Regions from separate parts of the Mus musculus genome. Here regions 2 and 3 are each linked to region 1. A link is a contact called in public promoter capture Hi-C data. All regions are on one chromosome and are shown on one strand. The core of a region is the stretch at or near the end of the contact, and the rest is flanking DNA. Distances in the headings are between cores, read along the strand shown. Region 1 overlaps Rere (arginine glutamic acid dipeptide (RE) repeats). Region 2 overlaps Rere (arginine glutamic acid dipeptide (RE) repeats). Region 3 overlaps Rere (arginine glutamic acid dipeptide (RE) repeats).

Region 1 (3,792 bases), core at 678-3,177:
AAACAGTACTTTAGCCTTTTCATTTTTTTTTTCTTTAAAGCATTTTTAAAAAAATTATCTTTATTAGTTAGGCAGTGGTGGCACATATATTTAATCCCAGCAGTCAGTAGGATCTTGGTTAGCTTGAGGCCAGTCTGATCTACAGAGTGAGTTCCAGGACAGTCAGAGTTACACAGAGAAATGAGAAATGTGTCTCAAACAAAACAACCCCCCCCCAATAAAACCAAAACCAACCAACTAAACAGACAAAAAAAACAAAAAAACCCAAAACAAAAAAACCCTCCTATAGACGTGGTAGGTGTGTGTGTGTGTGTGTGTGTGTAAAATATTTTGAGGCTCAAGAAGTGGCTTACAGATTAAGAACACTTGCTACACTGGGCAGTGGTGGCGCACACCTTTAACCCCAGCACTTAGGAGGCAGAGGCAGGCGGATTTCTGAGTTCGAGGCCAGCCTGGTCTACAACAGAGTGAGTTCCAGGACAGCCAGGGCTACACAGAGAAATCCTGAAACCCTGTCTTGAAACAAAACAAAACAAAACAAACAAGAATACTTGCTGCTTGGGCGGATTTCTGAGTTCGAGGCCAGCCTGGTCTACAACAGAGTGAGTTCCAGGACAGCCAGGGCTACAGAGAGAAAGCCTGAAACCCTGTCTTGAAACAAAACAAAACAAAACAAACAAGAATACTTGCTGCTTGCTGTTTTTGTAGAGAACACAGTTTGATTACCAGCACCTACATGGTGGTTCGTAACTGTCTGTAATTCTAGTTCCAGGGGATCAAATGCCCCCTTCTGACCTCTGCAGGCATCCATGTGGTGCACAGACATACATACATGCAAAACACTCATACACATAAAATAATCTTTAAAAATATTTATTCTGAGGCTAGAGAGATGGCTCAGCAATTAAGAGCATTGACTGCTTTTCCAGAGGGCCCAGGATTAATTTCCAGCACCCACATTGTAGCTCATGACCATCTGCAACTGTAACTTTGTTCTAGAGGATCCACAGATACCCTCTTCTGACCTCCTCAGGCAAAACATCATATACATACAATAAAAGTAAAAAAAAAAAAAAAAAAAAAAAGCCGGGCGTGGTGGCGCACGCCTTTAATCCCAGCACTCGGGAGGCAGAAGCAGGTGGATCTCTTGAGTTCGAGGCCAGCCTGGTCTACAGAGTGAGTTCTAGGACAGCCAGGGCTACACAGAGAAACCCTGTCTCGAAAAACCAAAAAAAAAAAAAAAAAAAGTTAAAAAAAAAATCTCAATTTTATTTGTTTTATATATACGCCTGTATGCCGTGTGTGTGTGTGTGTGTGTGTGTGTGTGTGTGTGTGTGCTGAGAGGTCTAAAGAGAGTGCTAGATCTCCTGAGCTACAGTAACAAGAGATTTAGATGCCGGATGTAGGCGCTGTCAAGTGAGTCCTGTTCTTCTGTTAGGACAGGAAGTGCTCTTAAGCTATGAGCCATCTCTCCAGGGTCTCCCAGGCCCCAGCACCCCACTTTTTTTTAGGCTGAGAACATCTGTCTCATGCAAAGAAGCACCATTTCAGAAACAATAACTTCCCAGTAACCTGTCAAAATGTGATTTGAACTTCCCACAGCATCAAACTAAGCCAGAAAAAACCTTCAGAGAGATCAGGTGCTATAGATACCGGCCAGACCATCGATACAACACAGGTCTGCTGACCCCCCCAGAACCCAGTCATGCCCTTCTGATGTTTCAAATCTTCTGGGACTAGCAAAGAAAGAAGCCCGTAATACAATAGAAGAAAATGTGGCAAAGCATCTAGATTGTAAGAATTTTCTATAGAAAGTTTCATAACCATAAGGTTTTTATCAAGGAAGTTCTGGAACACTGGTACCTGCAAAGTCCCTCATCTTCTGCAACAGAATGAAGTGACCTTTGCCTCCTCCCTTAGTGGTCTGTAATGATTAGCCAGGCTCGGTAGATAGCTAAGGAAAATATAAGACAAGTGCCTCTCCCAGCTGACTAGAACAATTAAGAGATTCACCCAACTACCAAACTCCTCCCAAGCAAGGAGAAGGGAGTGGGACCTAATGACACTCAGCAGAAGTGGGAGAGGCCCTCCAGGGCTGCAGACCTCTCTGCTTCCTGTACTCTAGGGACTGTGCCCACACGAAACGGCTGGGAACTGGGAGGGAACGGTGTTAGAGAAGGCACAGGCATGGCAGGTGAGGGGAAGCATCCCTGGAATGACAGGGCTGCTCCGCAGCAGGAAAGGGCACAAGTTAACTGAATCAGACCCTGACGTGGGCAGCCAGGGTCAGGTGGGATTAGGACAGACTTTCTAGTTAGGAAACCAGGTAAGGAACACTGTGCTAGGTTAAAGGTCAGCCAGGCCTGCTTTCTGCTACTCTGCTGAATAAAACTGTCTTGCGTTTCCAAGGTTGTTAAGCAAGCACAAGACCCTGGATGGATTCCCAGCATCCCCAGCCCCCACCTCCATCTAAGATTTTGGTTTAATCCTCAATTGTACTACTTTTCTTTTTTCTTCCTTGCTTCCTCCCTTCCGGTCCTACAAAGCATCAAGATAAAAAGATTGTCCAGATTTCTTTTGTCAGATCTTTACGATTTACAACTTTCAGCAGATAAAAGAGACAGATAAGAGTCTAGAGCAGGAGGGTTGAGATAATTGCTAAGGGCTCAATCCCAGCACCAGTAACAAAAAAAAAAAAAAAAAAAAAAAAAAAAACAAAAAAAACAAAAAGAAAAAAAAACAAAACAAACAAACAAACAAACAAAAAGACCAACTGAGCTGATAGGCTAAAAATGAGCTATCAACTTGACACATCTCACTGACTTTTCTACTCAGCCCAAAGAAGGCTGCTACTTTTGAGTCAAGACACTCTTTTTTTATTTTGTTTTTTGTTTGTTTGTTTGTTTGTTTGTTTAGAGACAGGGTTTCTCTGTGTAGCCCTGGCTGTCCTGGAACTCACTCTGTAGACCAGGCTGGCCTCAAACTCAGAAATCCGCCTGCCTCTGCCTCCCAAGTGCTGGGATTAAAGGTGTGCGACACCACTGCCTAGCATTAAAGTATGTAACAAACTTAGAAAATATGAGATTCTCAGAACACTTAAGAGTTTTTACATCGCTGCTGCTGCTCTGCTCTCCATTACAAAGTCTCTTCAAAACCTGTTCTGGAAAGAGTAAGAAACAGGTTGTTTCCACAATATATCTTAATATCTATAGTTTGAGTCCTCTCAGTGGCCCATCTCCACACATTTAGATGCACAATGATGATTTAATCTTAACTTAGTTATCATTAACTGGAGAAATCTGTTTACTGGGATATACTTGGAATCTCAGAACCTTTCTCCCCAGTTATCAGGGTTCTACAGTCCAGAAACAAACTGTTCATTTTTAATAATAAGTAAGAGCATTAAACACCAAGAGGCAATCAGTAACCACCAACTGAGAAAACCTACCATCACTTTGGTAATGGATATTCTTCATTCACCCCTCTCTTCCTAAAAGCCAGACTAAATATCAATCCTAGCCCTCCTCCCCTCCTAGGTGGGAGGTACTTCCGGTCACTGGGTCAGACTGGAGGCTGCCAGCAGGGTGAGGTGGGTGGTCCACCCCACCTTCCTGGAGGCAAGCACCCACAGGTAACTGAGCTTGTACCCTTACAGTGTCACCTACCAAGGAAGTCTCCGCACACTCTCCCACAGCAAGTTCATCAAAAGCAATGGTCAGGTCAGCATTTGACCCTCAGCTTTTGAAACAGCAAAGGAATTTTTTTAAAGCCCCCATTAAGCAACTAATAAAA
Region 2 (4,133 bases), core at 325-2,824, 170 kb after region 1:
AGAGGTTCCCAGCATCCACACCAAGTGGCTCACAACCACTCAGGCCCCCGCTCCAGGGATGTGGTAGCGTCTTCTGGCCTCTTGGGCAACCGAAACAGCGTGTGCATAGAACCACCACCACCACCACAGGCATACATACACACTTAAAATAAACCATCTAAAAGTACTAACTGGGGCTGTTCTTCCAGAGGACACGGACTCGCTCCTCAGCACCCATAAGGTAGCTCCTAACCCTAAGTGACCTGATTGTCTCTCTCCTGCTCTTCTGGCCTCCACGGGGACAAGGTACAGAACTGCTGTGCACACACATCTCCTAGCAAAACACCCATATCTTTTTTTGTTTGTCTAAAGATAGTTTCTCCAAAAACACTGAATTAACAAACAATGTTACTTCAATTCTCAGAGATGATAAAGATAAATTCAAACTTTACTACTCACTATAAAATTATATGCTCTATTTACAATGAAAACAAATGCTTTTACAAAATTCCAAGAAAAAATCCACGCGCATAAAAAAATCCTGTGTGCACACACAAAGAACACAAATATATTTCTATCTTACTAATGCATACATACACACAGCAATTAGCAATACAATCAACTGTGAGGAAACTACAATCAATCCAATGGCTAGGTGCATTTGCCTCTCAACTAGCTCAGCGGGGGTAATAGGTAACGTTCCTTTACATGTAACACAGAAATCATGACAGTAAATACAACAATATGTGACATCTAAAAACAGGAACCCGGAGAGGAATCATATGGCACTGAAGAGATATGTCACTACCACCCTACTAGGAGCGTCTTACGAGCAGAAAACACACAGGAGTGTCACGAAGCATACCCCTCCCCCATCAGACTCTTCCAAAGGCTCAGGAAACTGTATCAGACCAGTTGTCCTATCTACTTTATAGACAATAAAGCAGAGATCATTTCTACAATGCCATACTGCCAACAAGTGCAAAGGCAGGATCTGAAGCAGCTGCAGCTGAGCAGAGTCCAGCCGGCACTGCCAGGCCTCTCTGGCACTGCCAGGGCTCACAGTTTCCACAGGAGCCCCTTTTTCCTACATGGCTCTGGGCTGCTAATTCACACAGCTCTAACTCACAAACTGTCTCTCCCTCCAAAAATAAATAAATGAATGTTTAAAGCAGTGTTTGTCTCTAGCAGAAATGCTGCAGATACTCAATGCGTGTGAACTCGACTGCTCAAATGAAGCAGGCAGAGTATATCCTGCATTAAAAACAAAATCTAGTGAAGAACACATCTCAGAATCACAAGTGCTATCAACTGGCTGAACACATGTCTAGTGTGTGCCCTTTGCTCCTACTACTCTAGAGGCTGGGAAACAGCAAACACAAGCATCTCTCCCCTGGTAGAAGTTATGTTCCAGGAAGTGGAAGACCACAAATATGCTCACATTCAACAATCTCAAGTGGGAAGACAACGAGGACCAGGACGGCTGCAAATGAAGACACGTTTCTATCTGGGATGACCTCCTGAGACACTCCAATGAGATAGTGAGGGAAGAAGCCACAGGGCCAGGACGACGGACTCTGAGGCAAGGGCAAGTGCTCACAATCAGTTGGTCCAGACACGGTCAGAATCCAAGAGGCCAGGCAGACTGGAAGGACAAGAGACAACGAGGGGCTAAAAAGAAGTTCCAAGAGTTCGGGGCAGGGGCAGAGAAAGCTGGACCTGGCAGACATTAGAGACTTTGGAGGCCTTGTAAAAGTGTTGGCTGTCATTCAAGGGCGTGAACTGACTCTTCTTGGCATTCCCATAAGGATATGATAGGAAAGAAATAATGATCACATTGGTCACAGCCAGAGTGCTCGCTGCTCTTCCAAACAAGCAGAGCTAAGTTTCCAGCACCCACATGACATGTCTCACAACTTCCCGGAACTCCAGCTTCTCTGTGATCTAAAACCCTCTGCTGAGGGGAAGGCATACAAATATAGTAATGAAATACTTAGGTTTTTAAAAAAGATCCTGTCAGATGTGGTGGCACACACCTTTAATCCAAGCACATGAGAGGCAGGCAGATCTCTGTAACTTTGCAGCCAGTCTCTCATGCCTGCCACCAAGACCTCCCTCAAAAAAAAAAAAAAAAATCACCTCCCCATAAAAAAGGAAAACTTGAAGCACAAGGGCTGATTAAGGCTAAAATAGCCAAGATGGTGGAGGTAGACAATGGAAAATGTCTGATTTCTATGGACTTTCAAATCTGTTTCTAGAATTTTGTGTATTTATCTTTGTAGTTCTGGAGACTGAACTCGGGGCACTGCACATGATATATGAGCAATCTACCACAAAACAACAATTCAAGTGCTCTTCTCCTGTTTTTCTGAAAGGGCTCTGAGATGCCCAGGCCCTAGGTTAAGCTCTTCTACCTCGACTTCCTAGATGGGATTAGATCTGTACTACTAGGTCCAGCTTTCTAGGTGTTTTTAAGATAAAAGCAAACTGATGTCACTTCGGTGACAATGATGTCACCAACAATGCTGAGGAATGTGGCCTGAACAACTGGCAGATGAAGCCACCATTGTCTGAGATCTGGGAGCTCAGTGGTAGACCTGGGGTTCATCCTGAGCATGGTGAGGAGACAGGACGCACATGTAAGGATCTAGACAGACAAGTGTCTGCACTCAAGAGAGAAACTTAGGTTTGGTGGTTTGGAGAGATAGCTCAGAGATGAAGAACAATGGAATTCATCCTAGCACCCACAGGACTATATGGTAGACAGACAGACACACAGATAGAATATCCATACACATAAAATTAAAAACAAACAAATCTTTTTTTAAAAAAAGAAACTTAGATTTTACATTAGTAAAGCATGAAACCAAAGGAGACCATCAAGAAAGTAAGTGAAAAATTTGACAGATCATCAACTTCACAGAACACTCATCTCTCATGCTGAGGGGGTGTACATACCAAGCACAGACTGTACACTGCCCACAGCAGTGACCCCAAGGTTCACCAAAGATTTTCTCAATTCTTTCTTAGGAGTTTTCTGATCAACACCAAAGGTTAAAGGAAGGATATCAACTGTCCTTCCCCCAGTCCACTGGAACCAAGATACATCTGAGAGGAAACAGACATAAATAGCAACTATGCAGGAAAAATATGTGTAAACTAAACCAAACCATGCCGTGGTAACATCTATAGCCTTATAAAATTCAATAGGTGTTACTGTTATAGAAATGCCACAACAGCCAAAGCAGGCACAAAAAGGGGCTAAGCAAGATGACTAAAATCACACACATGATGTTTCTTACATCTACAACCCACTTGTGATGCTGAGATTAAACCCAGGACCTTGTACATGGTTATAACTGCTCTTCCAGACGGTTAAATCACCACCAGCAGCGCCCATCTCCCCTGACTCCCATCCCTTCTCTCACCTACCTCTGTTTGTCTGTTTTCCAGAAAGGGTCACCATATGTAGACCAGGCTAGCCTTGAACAGAGATCCACTCGTCTCTGCATCCAAAGTGCTGGGATTAAAGGTGTACACCATCATGCCTGGCCAGAGTCCATCTCTTAACCACAAAGCTATCCTGCTTTAAATTATGTGCCTCAAAATTCCAGGTTATCTCATGTAGTGAGCAATGAAAACCTGGTGCTGTTGCAGACTATTAAAATTAAAAAACAAAAACAAAAAGAAAACCTTTGAAAACCAGCAATGTTATCTGGCAGTGAGGATTATTTTCCATCATAAGTTGTTGAATACCAGGCCAAGCCTGATGATGGCTCTAAATCCTGGCACTTGAGAGGCAGAGGTAGGCAGATCTCTTTAAAGTTTGTCTATATAGTGAGTTTCAGGCTAGCCACGATGGTGGGAGGGATGGAGTGTGAGAGCAACAACAGGAGAGATGGTTCAGCAATTAAAAGTGTATACTGTTCTTCTAGAGAACCTAAGTTTGGTCACAGCACCCACTTCAGGATGCTTATAATTCCTGCTCCAGGCTATCTGACGCCTCTGTGCATTCATATGAGCGCACACACATGCATGCACGTGCCAACACCAACACACACACACACACACACACACACACACACACCTATACATAAATAAATATAGGAGACTGGAGAGATGGCTCTGTGTTTAAGCACACTGACTGTTCTTTA
Region 3 (4,389 bases), core at 183-2,682, 240 kb after region 1:
CATTACCACACCTGGCTCCTTTCAGGTTTGTTGTTGTTTCTCTCTATGTTTCTTTGTGTAGCCCTGGCTGTCCTGGAACCCACTTGTAGACCAGGCTGGCCTCAAACTCACAGAGATCTGACTGCCTCAGCTCCTGAGTGCTAGGATTAAAGGTGTGCACCTCTCCACCCAGATGTTCTCAGTTTTGAAGCCAAGGTTGCCCTTATGTCAGGCAAGCACTCAGAGCCTTCTAATTCTGTCAGTTAGCAAATGTTATCCTTTTACCTAAATGTCAAGATGCTATCAAAAAGATACTTAGCAAAGAGGATCAAAAAAGCAAAAATCGGGGCTGGAGAGATAGGTCAGCTGTTACGAGCACTGACTGCTCTTCCAGGTCTTGAGCTCAATTCCCAGCAACTACATGGTGGCTCACAACCATCTGTAATGGGATTCTATGCCCTCTTCTGGTATGAAGAAAAAATAGTCCTTTCAAGAAAAGGCAAAAAGTGGGGAGGGCATGGGGGACTTTTGAGCTAGCATTGGAAATGTAATTGAGGAAAATACGAAATAAAAAAAATCTATTAAAAAAAAAGGCAAAAAGTATTGAGTCAGTGAAATGTTATGTTTTCCCTTAAAAATTAATACTAGTATTGTAATGTCAATTATTACCTCTTTCTGACACATTAAAGTAAAATTCCTTTATGTGAGAAAATTATTAAAATCAACTCCATACTTCAGAGTTTACTAATGTAACACAGAAATAAGCATTACCCTTCAAAAGACAAGGATGGAAAAGTATAACAAGAAAAAGACCAAGAGCAGATAAATGAAATGAGCCAGGCACCTCTGTTGACACAAACTCAAACAAGAATATTCCTTTCCATTAGTGGAAAATGCAACAAAGACAAAACAGGAATAGATAAATAAGAGAGGAAGGAAAGCTGGGCTGTGGTGGCGCACACCTTTGATCCCAGTACTTGGGAGGCAGAGACAGGTGCATCTCTATGAGTCCAAAGACCGCTAGGACTACACAAAGAAACCCTGCCTCGAATGAATGAATGAATGAATGAATGAATGATGAATGATCAAAATAAACCCAAGTAAAATGCCTGCCTTGCAGGAATGAGGAACTGGGAGTCATACCCCACATGAAAATGCTGGCAGAATTAGCTTGGAATCCCATCTGGAATTCCAGCTGTTTTGGTGGCTGAGGCTCCAAGAGCTCAAGGTCAGCCTGTACAAAATGATGAAACGCTCAGTCCATAACTAAATACACACCATCCCAAATCAATAATCACGAAGAAAAGCACTACCATGAGTCAAATTCGTTTTAATTCTTAAGTGTCACTTACATTTATTTTATCAGTCACCACCGTCTAGAAACTGGTTTAGAGGAATGTCAAACACCCCCTCAGGAGAACAGAAACGCTAGGTCTAAGGGATCTGGTGCCCTCTTCTGGCCTCCCACTAGTCCTGCATGCACAACAGAACACACACTCACAGAAGCACTCATACACACCCCTCACACATGCTTTTTTATTTGTTTTAAGTTTCAACTAGCTCTATTCTCACAACCTTTTACTTCTTTCCAGAGTCACTTACTGTTCAAGGCAGAGAATCTAGATCTGAATCCCCATCACACACATGAAAAGTCACACATGGCTCCATGTACCTATAACCCCAGCACTGGACAGGCAGATGCCAAGAACTCACTGGTTGGCCAACCTAATCAAAGCAGTGAGCTTCCAGTTCAAATACAGACCCCATCTCAAGGCAGTAATACAGAGAATGACAGAAGACACCTGAAGACCTCCCCTGGCCTCCATAGGTACACACTTACACACTCATGCTATACACACACACACACACACACACACACACACACAAATAAAAAATCATGCTTATAATTCTTCTCTAAAAATCAGTCTCTTCTTGTATTCCCAAATTCTTAATGCATTTCATACCCCTAACTAGTTAAGCTTTATGGCCCCAGGTTAAGAGTAACAATTGCTCCGACAACTATCAAATCCAACTGATTTTTCATCTGTTTCATCAACAGATTCCCCTATCTGTTGCAGTGCATTTCGCTACCCATTAGAAATTGGGTCATGTACATTTTCATATAAAACTTTTTGCTAAATAAAGTTCTGTGACACACACACAAAAGTAGGAGGAGCTGAAGAAATGGCTCAGCATTTAAGAGTACTAGATGATCCTCCAGAGGTCCTGAGTTCAATTCCCCCAGAGGTCCTGAGTTCAATTCCCAGCAAACACATGGTGGGAACCGATACCCTATCCTGGCATACAGGTGTACATGCAGATAAAGCACTCATATACATTAAATAAATAAATCCTTAAAACACACACACAAGAAGATAGAGATTTGCTCTATATAATAAAACAAATCAGAACTGCAGTTAAATCCTCAGTGGGACTTGTCTGCCCCACAGCCAAGTACAGATATTAGATGACGTCACCCACTGCTGGTAGAGCTGTAGCATGGTAATTCTGGTTGGCTCTGTGTTGTTATAAAACACTGATCAAAACTTGAGAGAGAAAGGGGTGTAGTTTACTTGGTTGATAGTCCAGCCCACCATCCAAAGAAGTCAAGGCAAGAACTCAAGAAAGGAGCTTAAAGCAGAGATCACTGAAGAACAATGACTACTTCCTTTCATGGCCTGTTCAGCTTGCTTTCTTATTCAACCCAAGCCCACCTAAGAGTGGTGCCGCCCACAGTAGGATGGACCACATCCATCATTAATCAAGAAATGAGACAAACACTCCCACAAGCCAATTTGATAGAGGCAATTCCCCAATTGAGACCTTCTCTTCCTAGGTGAAACTAGTCTCTGTCAATGGTAGAAGTCACTCTGAAAAATAGTTTGGCAGTTCCTCAAAACACTAATGAAGAGGCCTGGCATAAATCACAATTTTCCTTCTAGGTATACACCCAAGAGAAATGAAAACACATGTTCACAGCAATGTGGTTTGGCAAACAATGTCTTCAACTGTAAGAAAGAGAGCATTAAAACTTCAAAATGTCATAATGATGCTTCAGCACATGCTGTCCCAAGATGCTGTACCTGACACAGGAAGGACACTTAACCATCGTCCGGAAAACATCATTCCCCATGGATCAGGAATCCTCAGGGATTTTCTTTCTCAATAACACAAACATGCATTTCCCACAGTGGAGAAGCCCCAGATATTTTGGCCAAATCTAAATGGTACAGTACAGATGCAGGAAGTGCCTTCCGGTTCACTTAAACTCTCCTACACATAAGCTACGTCTTCACAATCCTCCTCTGACACTTTATGAAAAACATGGAAGGATCACAGTGATAACAAGCAAGCAGTTATGTGGAAGTCTCAAGCATGTAATAAAAGGGTGCATTCTAATATATTACAGCTAGCCAGGAACAGGGCACAAACACACCAATACTCCTAGGACTTCCTGGGCTACTGAGCAAAACCTTGTTTCACAAAGGGTGGAGGAAGTTCTCATGTTTATTACAGAACTGTTCACAAGAGTCAACATATGGGCTCAACCCATGACAGATGAATGGATTAAAGCAAATGTGCACACGCATAATGGAATGCTACTTAGCCATTTAAAAAATTGAAATTCTGTCATTTGCAACAACACAGATCGAACTAGAGGAGATTATTATACTATATTAAGTGCAATAAACCAAGCACACAAAGACAAATGCAGCATGTGAATACTAACTTATAGGAGCCAAAGTTGATCTTTAAAAAAAAAAAGAATAGTAATTGCTAGAGAAAAGGAAGAAGAGAAAGAAAGGGGGCGGGGGGAAGGGGGCTTGCTGCAGAATGGGTACTAAAACAGACAGGAGGTACTGTAGAGTTGGCAGCAGCTAAGAGCACTGGCTGCTTTCCCAAAGGACTCAGGTCTGATGCACAGCACCCACTCCAGTCCCAGGGAATCTGATACCCTCTTCTCTCATGGACACTGAACACACATGTTGTGTACATACACACATGTAGGCAAAACACTCATACACATAAAATAATAAAATAAATCTTTAAAAATTTTAAGGACTCTTAAGGATTTAAATATTAAATACTAAACTTCAAATTGTAAAACTCAATCTATAGGAGAAACAAGAACTAGTAGTCAACAGCTCAGCAGAGCAGGGGAGCTTCCATTTATACTTACAGCAAGAGCCTAAGTGTCCCAGACACACAATCCACGTGTGAGGAAGGGAAATGTCAGTTACCCTGATCTGATCATTATCCACCCCACACTGCTACCAGTTACCCTGCCCTGATCATTATCTACCCCACACTGCTACCAGTTACCCTGCCCTGATCACTATACACCCCACACTGCTACCAGTTACCCTGATCTGATCATTATCCACCCCACACTGCTACCAGTTATCCTGC

The links. Promoter capture Hi-C pulls out the DNA fragments that hold promoters and counts their contacts. Capture Hi-C pulls out chosen DNA fragments and counts their contacts.
Region 2: a contact with region 1 is called in a promoter capture Hi-C map of liver. The contact joins two enhancer-like sites. A contact is called at or near these places in 1 of 39 promoter capture datasets (the C10 cell line), 1 of 484 Hi-C or Micro-C datasets (nephron progenitors), 7 of 115 datasets of contacts at active chromatin or transcription factors (the 230-238 cell line, bone marrow-derived macrophages, embryonic stem cells and 2 more) and 4 of 9 other capture datasets (adipose tissue, embryonic stem cells, liver and 1 more).
Region 3: a promoter capture Hi-C map of liver shows a contact between it and region 1. The contact joins two enhancer-like sites. A contact is called at or near these places in 11 of 39 promoter capture datasets (the C10 cell line, the HPC-7 cell line, cranial neural crest and 8 more), 11 of 115 datasets of contacts at active chromatin or transcription factors (bone marrow-derived macrophages, embryonic basal ganglia, embryonic forebrain and 6 more) and 4 of 9 other capture datasets (adipose tissue, embryonic stem cells, liver and 1 more).

The regions. Positions count from the first base shown.
Region 1 is chr4:150,570,781-150,574,572 of GRCm38.p6, reverse strand. All of the region lies in intron 12 of Rere (arginine glutamic acid dipeptide (RE) repeats), which reads right to left. Among named protein-coding and RNA genes, the nearest start is that of Slc45a1, 79 kb to the left of the region's middle. Within about 2 kb of position 1,927, at least 31 of the 459 cell types and tissues checked have an H3K27ac peak or open chromatin away from gene starts, as enhancers often do. A contact at or near this core is called in liver, where this site is marked.
Region 2 is chr4:150,399,647-150,403,779 of GRCm38.p6, reverse strand. The region is part of intron 1 of Rere (arginine glutamic acid dipeptide (RE) repeats); the gene reads right to left. Among named protein-coding and RNA genes, the nearest start is that of Gm52709, 66 kb to the left of the region's middle. Within about 2 kb of position 1,574, at least 64 of the 459 cell types and tissues checked have an H3K27ac peak or open chromatin away from gene starts, as enhancers often do. A contact at or near this core is called in liver, where this site is marked.
Region 3 is chr4:150,324,729-150,329,117 of GRCm38.p6, reverse strand. All of the region lies in intron 1 of Rere (arginine glutamic acid dipeptide (RE) repeats), which reads right to left. Among named protein-coding and RNA genes, the nearest start is that of Rere, 45 kb to the right of the region's middle. Within about 2 kb of position 1,432, at least 3 of the 459 cell types and tissues checked have an H3K27ac peak or open chromatin away from gene starts, as enhancers often do. A contact at or near this core is called in liver, where this site is marked.